Linked DNA regions of Sus scrofa: region 1 is linked to region 2. The links are chromatin contacts, called in public Hi-C maps. All regions are on one chromosome and are shown on one strand. Each heading gives the region's core, a stretch centred on a gene start, on an enhancer-like site or on the middle of the called end of the contact. The rest is flanking DNA. Distances are from core to core; before and after follow the strand shown. Region 1 overlaps ZW10 (centromere/kinetochore protein zw10 homolog). Region 2 holds the start of TTC12 (tetratricopeptide repeat protein 12).

Evidence for each region. Hi-C and Micro-C count contacts between places; a contact is called where the count stands out from the background.
Region 1: a contact with region 2 is called in a Hi-C map of omental adipose tissue, with 2.0 times the contacts expected there. The contact joins the enhancer-like site here to the promoter of TTC12 in region 2. A contact is called at or near these places in 7 of 47 Hi-C or Micro-C datasets (brain, embryonic fibroblasts, epiblast stem cells and 3 more).

What each region holds. Positions count from the first base shown.
Region 1 is chr9:41,355,270-41,360,265 of Sscrofa11.1, forward strand. ZW10 (centromere/kinetochore protein zw10 homolog) reads right to left here. Exons shown (of 16, transcript XM_021062840.1): 16 at 3,532-4,104. The coding sequence ends at 3,984. Among named protein-coding and RNA genes, the nearest start is that of TMPRSS5, 20 kb to the left of the region's middle. Within about 2 kb of position 1,367, at least 5 of the 83 cell types and tissues checked have an H3K27ac peak or open chromatin away from gene starts, as enhancers often do. A contact at or near this core is called in omental adipose tissue, where this site is marked.
Region 2 is chr9:40,984,701-40,990,200 of Sscrofa11.1, forward strand. TTC12 (tetratricopeptide repeat protein 12) reads left to right here and starts at 4,181. Exons shown (of 22, transcript XM_005667347.2): 1 at 4,181-4,246.

The DNA.
Region 1 (4,996 bases), core at 117-2,616, 370 kb after region 2:
GGAGGGGTTGTTCAGTGACTAGATCAATGCCTGGCACCCAATAAATTTAAGTAGAATCGAAGTTTCCATCGTGGCTCAGGGAAAAAGAATCTTACTAGAATCCATGAGGACGCAGGCTCCATCCCTGGCCTTGCTCAGTGGGTTAAGGATCTAGCTTTGCCGTGAGCTGTGATATAGATCTCAGATGTGGCTCGGATCCGGCATTGCTGTGGCTGTGGTGTAGGCTGGTGGCTACAGCTCCAATTCGACCCCTAGCCTGGGAACCTCCATATGCAGCGAGTGCGGCCCCAAAAAGACCAAAAAAAAAAAGTAAGTAGAATCAACGGGGAAGGTTTAAAACCACTTAAAAGCCTGAGACAAGGAGGGAGGAAGTGTCTTCAGCCCTGGTACCAGTGTCTTCTTCAACAGCAGGAGTAGCTGAGACCCATCCACTCCCACCTGTCTCTTTTGAACTACAAGAAATCTGGGGCACCTGATTTCTGAGGGGGAGTGAAGAACTTATACATAGCTCATCAGAATTATTGCTCTCCTCCCCAAACTCAAGGCAGATTTCATAACATGGATTGGAGACATCTCAGGCTATCTCCAGTTACATCATGTGACATCACAAAATTCTTAACCAAACTCCCCTTGACAAAGTGAGGAATTTCTATCTCAACCGTAGAACTTAAGAACTCAAAACTGGGGCTTTATAAATTCCAGGAAACTTTAGGCTTTAGCAAAATGCATTATTTTTTTTCATTTTTTATTTTTTTTAGGGCTAAACCTGCAGCATATGTAAGTTCCCAGGCTAGGGGTCAAATCGGAGCCACAGCTGCCAGCCTATACCACAGCTATAGCAATAAGGGATCCTAGCCGAGTCTGTGAGCTACACCACAGTTCATGACAATGCCAGATGCTTAACCCATTGAGCAAGGCTAGGGACCAAACCTGCATCCTCACAATTGCTAGTTGGCTTTGTTACCACTAAGCCACATTGGGAATTCCAGCAAAATGCATATTTTTAGGAGGAAGTTAGCACAAAACTAATTCACAATCAATTCTGTGATTAGAAAGAATATGGGCATCGCAACCCAATTTAAAAGACAGACTACTTTTGCGCCTTTTTGTATAGGAGGCAGTTTTTGTACAGGAGCCAATTTCCAATAGCCTCATTCCTTCCAGAATTTACAGCTACCTCCTCTCACTAAGCAGTCACTCCTAGTCATACCTTCATTTCCCCATGACACAAACGAGCCATGGAGCTTGGGCAAATTACCCTTTGGACCAGTTTTCTTACAATGAAAACTACTCTAGAGGATATGTGTACCTCTCAGAACTTTCAGAAGATAGACTCCTGGGAAGTCAAATAAACCCCACAAAAGGCTGAGTCACTGCCTGAAGTGATGGCATAAGTATTTGCATGCATGGCAAGGGGATTATCCACATTTTTTAATGTTATTAATCAAAGAAAATACTATTTGATCTATTTACAAGGGATTGTTTGGCAAAGTTTATAATATAGATTCACCAGAGTCTGGATGACATTTCTGGGCTGATCAAGGCCAGAATATAAACCTGGACAGGCTCCCTGGCTCCCATTTGCACAGACCAGGCCTAGATGCCTTGTGAGGCTCCCAGGCCTGAGCAAAGAGTGCCATCTGGAGGATCCCCATTTCAGAGGGAAACCCAGTGCATTTCAGAGGGAAACCCAGTGCAAAACTGACCGTGGAACAGGTCACCAACAATTCAAGACCCACATCGTAACAGCAGCCACTGTCAAGTCACCTCAGCGATGAAGGTTCTCTGCAGACTTGCCTTTTTAACAAAAACTTTCCTTTTTACTAAAATCTTAGGGAAACTTCCTTGAATTTCATTTCCCAGCCATTTGTACGGGTCTGGATGTTATTTGAGAAGAGGTTTCTTCTTGGCCTGCAGATCCAGAATCAAGCCTCTTAAAGTTCCCTCACTCTGGGAGTTTCCGTTGAGGCTCAGTGGTTAATGACCCGACTAGTATCCATGAGGATGCAGGTTCAATCCTTGGCCTTGCTCAGTGGATTAAGGATCCAGTGTTGCTGCAAGCTGTGGCACAGGTCGCAGATAGATCCTGCGTTGCTGTGGCTGTGGTGTAGGCCAGCAGCTGCAGCTTCAATTTGACCTCTAGCCTGGGAACCTCCATATGCCACAGGTACAGCCATAAAAAGAAGAAAAAAAGAAAACCAATCAGCTGTGAACCACCTTGGCCAGGGAAGAGGATGGAGTCTGCCTGCTCCGTGTGCTGAGATACAAACTGTTCATTAGAGGAAGCAGTCCTGAAGGGTGGATGTACACAGCCTCAGAACTGTGGTGCAGTTCTCTGTGCTAATGCAGGGAAGGAAGCAGTGAGGAGCCTACTTTTCAGCTACAAGAGATCCCACCCCCAAATTGCTGTACCTGTCAAGCAACAGGAATAGCTTCTATGAACAAAAGAAATCTGCTATTGTGTGTAACAGGCCTGTAATGCACTTCTTTCAGTTCTGTCCTTAGTTCCCCATTCTCTCAATTGCTGAAAAACGACTGCTACCTAAAATTCTGTGGATTTTTCAAAATCAGATATTTTCTTCACCTGTGAAGATGGGCCCTTCCTTCTCTCTCAAAAAAGATGTCTTTGTTCTCAAAAAACTAAAGTTGGTTGAGGCAAACCTCTTATCTGTGCATTCTCATGGTAGGATTTGCCGAATATAGACAAACAGCTTGCCACTAACCACAGCTGAGTTCTGTTATAAAAAGAAACCAGTCTTCTTCCTTCTAATGCATTCTTCCATAAACCCTAAATCGGTAAAAGAAAAACTAGCGAACAGAATGTCTAGGGGCTGTGCCTGACTAAGAACAAGGTGAGGGCAAGACACTTGAAGGCAGGAGGAAAAAACCACTTGTCCTGTGTGCCAGGAATTGATGGTGGTTGAAGCCTAAGGAAGCAGGCCCACTGTGCTGAAAACTTCCTTCACATGGCACCTCCTCCAAGGCACACAAAGATCACAGCTTTTGCCCTCCTTCCACAAGAGATCATACTTCAGTATGAAGAGACAATCCAGAGTCCTACAGAGAGTAAATTTAGCATAATATATATTTCCAACGGCTGCAAAGAGTTAAAAACGCAAAAGGTTGAGCTGAAGGCTTACCCGTGTCTGCCAAATAAAGGAATAGGCTGCAGAGCCCTGAGTTAGCATCTCATGCACAGCACATACATGCCAAAGGAACACTGGCAATGTAAAACTTTTGCCATTTGATAAGCTACAGAAACTGGAATTTGACAAACACCCCCCCCCAAAAAAAATCCAACCAATAAAATAGAATTTAGTTGAAATAGCAAAAAGTGTCAAAAACTTACACTGAAAGTCCTGGGAGTCCCGATAATGTTAACAAGTTAACAGAGGGTATATGAAGAAAGACAGTAAGTTGGTGGATCTTCTGTGAGGATCATAAATGTCAATAAAAAGAAAGGCAGAGCAGATAGGAAAATCAATGGGCTCCTTTGTCAAAGCTTCCATGTTATTAAAGACACTCACCCTCAACTCTGAAAAGCATTATTTATTGGAAAGAATATTAAAGGAAGGCTTCTTAATCCCTGCAAGACCAAATACGGTTCCTTTACCCTCCCAAATAACTCCCATTTGCTCACAAATTCTTTACCTCGACTTGTGGAATGTCCTGGATTCCTTGACCCAAGGCCAGGGCTTATATTTTCAAGGGATAAAGTTCCCAGAGGGAAGCAACATGAAATACTGTCGCCCGACAGTTTCTTATCAGGGGAGGGAGACTAAAAGGTCATCGAATTGAGGTGCTTCACGTGACATCTTAACACCCAGTTCTTCCACAAAGCCTCACACAGGCCAGGCGAAACCAAACTTGCATGACATTAGTTCACCAAGACCAATGGGTGATTCCAACAAGTCTTGAAAGGAAAAATTATGTCAAGAGAGGACTCCACATGGTCAAGACATGGCTTTCTCAGGAAGATGGAGCTATTTAATCTTAGCAAGGGCAGCTGCTCTTCTTTCTGTGTTCTGGAACAAGGCACGAATTAAAGCTTTCACTTCACTGGAAGAGAATGCAGCTGCCAAGGGCCCTTTTCCATCTGCCCACCTGAAAAATAAAAAATATAATATCCATTTTCTATGAAACACAAGATTTTAATCTTGCTTATCTGACCCCAAATGTGTACTTGTTTTAAACAGAAATAAAACAAAATCTTGGCATGCTTCCCCTTCTTGATGAATCTACCACTCAATAGCTTTGACTTCTTGTTTCTTGGCGGCATTTTGGTATCAGCAGAGACAGATGAAGAGATCAAGTTAGGAAGATGAGACTGTTCTCCCTCATCCTCTTCTAAGCTCTGTTTGAACTTGACAATTATGACCACATCCTCACATGGCTATATAGAGTAAGGGATCTGTAACTACTTTAAAAAGTAAACCACAGGCAACACATTTTAACTGACAAAGAACAGATAAAAAAACACATATATGGAATCAAAAACAACCCAAGAGAATAACGGGTAAAAAATATGAACAGCCCATGGATACAGAGAACAAACTAGTGGTTACCAGTGAGAAGAGGGGGTGGAGGAGGGGCAACATAGGGGTAGAGGACTAAGCGATGCAAACTATTAGGTACAAAATAAGCTAAAAGGATATACTGCACAACACAGGGAATATAGCCAATATTTCATAATAACTATAAAGGGAGTGTATAACCTTTAAAAACTGTGAATCAGGAGTTCCCTCTGTGGCACAATAGGATCGGCGGTTCTCTGTGGCACTGGGACACATGTTCAATCACTGCCCAGCAGGGGGTTAAGGATCCGGCATTGCTGCAGCTGTGATGTAGGTCACAACTGCAGCTCAGATCTGATCTCTGGCCCAGAAACTCCATATGCCAAATAGGCAGCCAAGAAAGAAAAAAAAAAATTGTCAATTACTATACTATACACCTGTAACTTAGTAATATGGTATATCAACTATGCGTCAAAAAAAAA
Region 2 (5,500 bases), core at 2,931-5,430:
TCCAGGACAGACAGCCCTGGGAAGACTGAGGTAGAGAAACTATAAACACCCTTAACCATTTTCCATCTAGAATAACTTAGGTTTGAGCCTTCTTCCATGCAGAGCAGGAGATTAACTCACTTATACAACACATCATTTTTTTTTAAGCTCCAACTAAGTGCCAGATGCTGGGAATATTAAGACAAAATAGAACACGATCTCTTCTCTCAAGAGCTGCCTGTTTATCGGGATAGGATTTGGAGTGAGATATGGGCTTGATGGAATCCATGTAGGAGCTGTCAAGATGGAAGTGACTTGGAAGATGCTGCACTTCGTGTCCCGGGATGCTGGGTCCTGTTATCCCAGCCTGGCCTAGGAACACACACGCCTGCATGCTCTTTCCCATCCCTCCTGCTCAGGTATCTCTCTTGACTTTTGCCTGGGCACTTCCCTTACCTCTTTCCTACTTCACTCTCTTCCTATGGCTTCCCTCCTTGATACCCTAGGCCCTACTCGCATCTCTGGGCTCATCTCTTCCACTCCTGCCTTGAACTTTTCTGTTTTCTCATGCGTGGCACAAATATTTCCTGCCTCCACACTTCTGCGCATTCTGCTCCCTGTGCTCAGAGCAGTCCACATTGTGTACTCTCCTATTCCTATGGGAACTCACCAGACACTGTTTCTTCCTCCTTCCTTCTTTTTTAAAATTTAATTTAATTTGTCTTTTTAGGGCCGTACCTGTGGCCTATGGAAGTTCCCAGGCTAGGGGTGGAATAGGAGCTGCAGCCTTTGGCCTACCCCAGAGCCACAGCAACTAGGGATCCTAGCCGTATCTGCAACCTACACCACAGCTTGTGGCAATGCCAGATTCTTAACCCACTGAGCGAGGCTAGGGATTGAACCTGCGTCCTCATGAATACGAGTCTGGTTCCTTAACTGCTGAGCCATGATGGGGACTCCCCTCCCTTCTTTCTTAAGGGCTAGGCTGTCATGTCCTTATCATATGGTTCTATAAGCATTTGCTCATGCATTTATTCTGCTCATCAGGCTGTGTGAGGGCAGGGGCTGTGTCCCCGACTCACAGTATGGCATCTGGTTAAAGCAAAGACTCCAGTAATGTTTGTTGCTATTTCTGTGGCAGAGAATTATAATGAGATGATCAGTGAAAGACATGCAAACATAAAAAAACATCCTCTAATAGGACAGAATTCTGAATGGGGTGTGGAGGAGGGTTTCAAATGGAAATATGACTTTGAGGAGAAAAAAATAACTTCTAGCTATAAAAGTAACTTCTAACAAAACATTATTCATGTGCTTTTTAAACTGTGTGATCTCAGTGTCAAATTTTTCTGGTGTTCAGAGTCCTTTGGACAAAATGTATTGAAAAATTGACATTTTTATTTTTAAAAAAATCAATATTTATTATTATCATGCATAACATCATTTGGACTATTTAGTTGAGGGGTTCCTGATGTGGCTCAGTGGTAGTGAATCTGACTAGAATCCATGAGGGCTCAGGTTCGATCCCTGGCTCTGCTCAGTGGGTTAAAGATCTGGCATTGTTGTGAGCTGAGGTGTAGGTCACAGACATGGCTTGGATCCAGCATTGCTGTGGCTGTGGCATAGGCCAGCAGCTGAAGCTTTGATTCGACCCCTAGCCTGGGCACTTCCCTATGCCGCAGGCGCAGCCATTAAAAAAAAAAAAAGGTTAGTTGAATAAATGGATAGTGCTTTCCATATCAGTTAATATTAGGTTTGGCTGGGAGGTGGCGGAAAACCCAACAGTGACTATACCAAGATAGAAATCTCTGGATTCCCAGAACCTGGTGTATGGTTGGGATTACCGGGCTCTCCTATATGGAAACATGGAGTCATGCAGTCCCAAACCACTATGGTATCTCCATGATCATCAGAACCCAGGCTTCTTCTACTTTGTGGCTTTTCAATCAACATACTGCTTCTACCTCATGGTCCAAAATGGCTGATCCAGCTCCAGCCATTCTGTCCACATTCCATCCAACAAGAAGAGACGAAGAGAAGGAAATCCTTTTTTAGGACACTTCCTAGAAGTAGCACCCATAACTTCTGCTTATATTTCATTGGTTGGCCATGTGTAAGCAAATAGTCCAATGTAAGGACAGCGAGTAAATACGATCTATTCTAGGCGTTGTGCTTTGCTAAAATTGGAGAATCTGAAGAAGAGGAGAGTAACTATCAAAGGACAATTAATTTATTCAACATCTACATTTGAATAACTCATAGGTCTATTCAACTGATTATAAATCTGAACTCATTACCTTTGCTACAACTGATTCTCCTCCAATCTTCATCTCAGGCGATGGAGAGCCCTATTCTGGCTCAAGCTAGAAACCTAGTATCACTGCTAATATTTCCCTGCTGGCAAGTCTCCCTCCAAAGTACATCTCAAATTCATCGAATCCTCTCTCTTCCCTCTACCAATGCATGCTGTTAACAGCCTCTAACTCGCCTCTCTGTGTCCCTCTGGCCTCCTTCCAGCTCATCCTCCACATCACAGACAGAATGGTTTTCTAATAAGAAAAATCCGAGCATGTCAACCCCTCAAACGCTGCCCCTGGCACTTACGAGGAAGACTCAGAAGCTTTCAAAGGCCCCGTGTGATCTGGGCCCAGCTTCCTCTTGCGCCACTTACTTTTCGCTCTCTAGGCCACAGCCACGCTTGGCCTCCTGCTGGTTCCTCAGCCGTGTCAGGTGTCCCCCTACTGCTCATGCTGGCCCTTTTCCCCCTGTCCAGCTGGTAAATGTCACTCACCCCTTCAAGCTCAGCTTAAACATCATGCCCTCGGGAAAATCTCCAAGGTTGGAGCCCAAGCTTTCCCAGTACCCTTTGCTACATTTGTTTTTCACCTTTTTTGCGGCTGGGGGTGGGGGCTGCACCTGCGGCATATGGAAGTTCCCAGGCTAGGGGTTGAATCAGAGCTTCAGCTGCCAGCCCAGGCCACAGCCAAGGCAACACCGGATCTGAGCTGCATCTGCGACCTACACGCAACTTGCAGCAACGCTGGATTCTTAACCCACTGAACGAGGCCAGGGATTGAAACGGCATCCTCATGGATATTGGTCAGGTTCTTCTGCTGAGCCACAACGGGAATTCCATACCCCCTTTACTTCTCTTAGCACTTCTCACAGGGACAATTTAAGTGATTGTTTGCTGATTGAGCTTTAATACCCCCTGGGTGATAAGCTCTTTGGTAGTTACCTTGTGATAATTTTATGGGTCAACTTGTCTGGGCCACAGGGTGCTCAGATATTTGGTGAAAACATTATTCAGGGTTTGCCTGTGGGGATGTTTCTGAATGAGATTAACATCTGAATCAGTAGCCTGGGTAAAACAGATTTCTCTCCCCCATGTGGGTGGGCCTCATCCAATCAGTTGAAGGCCTGGAGAGAATTCCTTCTCTCTGCCAGACGGTATTTGGCTGAGACTTTGGTCTCCTCCTGCCTTTGGACTCAGACTTGGACCGGAACTGATGCCACCATCAGATCCCCTGGTTCTCGAGCCCTTCAACTTGGACGGTTGGAACTGACACTATGGACCCCTTGGGTCTCCAGCTTGCTAAGTGCAGATGGTGCCCTTCTCAGCCTCCATTATCATGGGAGCCAAATTCTTATAGTAAAACAGTCTCTCTCTCTCTCCCTACGTGCGAATGTGTTCATCATCTCATTCTGCTCTAAATCCTAGGATTCCCTGGATGATAACCACCACTCATTCCTAATGACTGGGAGCCCAGCACTTTAACCAAAAATCTTATGAGAAAGTGGCATTTCTCCATTTTCTAGAGGAGAAAACTGAAGATCAGAGAGGTCACCTAACTCTCTGAAGGTCTTCTATACCAATAGGCAAATTCCAATTCACACCCAAAGCCTGCCTCTTCCAAGTACGTTGGAGACCTTCTGCCTTTTTGGTCCAGGGATATTAAGCTAATGGACATGCCACACCCAGTCCCAAAAGAAAAAGAGGCAAAAACCTGGAGCTGATTTAGGGATCAGCGCAGGACACTTGGGCTTCTTTTGCTCCCCTCCTTCCCAGGTCCACCTCAGGCATCCCTGGCCCCAGCTCCGCCTTGAATTTGGCGCTTGGCCAAGCATTCTGGAACCGGAGGACCCGTGGTGCCGCTCAGCGCGGAGCCACGCCCACACCCTGGCCCCTGGCCCCGCCCCACCCCAGCCTAGGTCAGTCGCCTCCCGTCCACGGCCGCCATTTCCTGTCTAGCCCTGGGCGCGTCAGGTCAGTGCAGTGGGGTGGCCTGGGGTCTGCCCTGCCCTGATCTGGCCATCGGAGCCAAGCAGAGGACGCTGGTTTGGGCCCAGCGTATGGGACTTTATCGGCTGCGGGCTGTGACTTCCCTGGCGGTACCCGGCCAGTGGACGCTCCGGAGCGGTTGCTGGGCAACGGTGCCGTCGGCCCCTCCCCTCTGCGCAGGGTGGGGAGGGGCTTCCGGGGTGAGCGGTCTCCTGGCTGCAGCACAGTCCCCGCGGGCCACAGGCTCCTGTCCCAGGATATACGCCGCGCCCGCCGCCGTGAGCCTCGCCGTGCCTGGCCTTCCTGACCCTTCGTGGGTTCGTTTCCTGACCCTTCGCGGGTTCGCTGCCCAGTCTCAGGGCGCACCCTTAGGCCTGCCCTGGGAGCAGAGGGCTTGGCGCCTACCCGCAGGAATTCAGAGCCTGCCTTCTGCCCTCCCTCAACTTGGGCAAGTTGACTCATTTGACTAGGCCTCAGTTCCACAAGAGCCTAAGTAGCTGGAGCTGGAAAGAAACCTCGGGATCTTTTAGTTAAGCCGCAGGCCCCCAGTCCTCTTTTATGGGTAAGGGTGACCCGCAGCAACCCCTCATCACAAAACTGCAGCATTACGTTAATCCCCAGATAGTGCTCTTTTGTATTAGTGATTCCATAGAATGAAGGGGGCCTCTCTCTGAGGCTCAGAGAGGTGGTGACTCTAGCTGAGGTAGCACAGCTTGTAACTGGTGGAATCTCAAAGAGATCAATTAACTCACAAGTTGTTCCTGGCAGATTTTGAATTTCTGGTTATAGGTGCCTTAGAGGACTCCACTGCCTTTAAATACAGCTGGCTGTAAAGCAGAATGACCTGGAGAGTGTTTCAAACTGTAGGTTCCTGTGTGTAGCTGAGGAACTGTGGGCTAAGGCTGAGAAATCTCTATACTCAAGTTTTGGATGATATTTATGGTCCGCAGGTGGACCTTTGGGACCCACTGGAGACCTTTTCATTCAAAAACAGCTGAGAGGTAATACATCTAAAGTACCTGGAGAGGAGACGCGGGCATACAGTGCTGTCAAATTCTAACCCCTTCAGCCAATTTGTAGCTTTTCTTCGCTCCTCATGCACAAGCCAGAGGCTTATATTTTAAACAAGTTTGGACATTTAGATGCAGATTGTCCCATTTCAGGTTACTTGTCACATAGCCAGGTCCAAGCTCCTGGCTGGGCCGGGCTGTCACAGTCAAAGTCAAAAATTAGCATCCT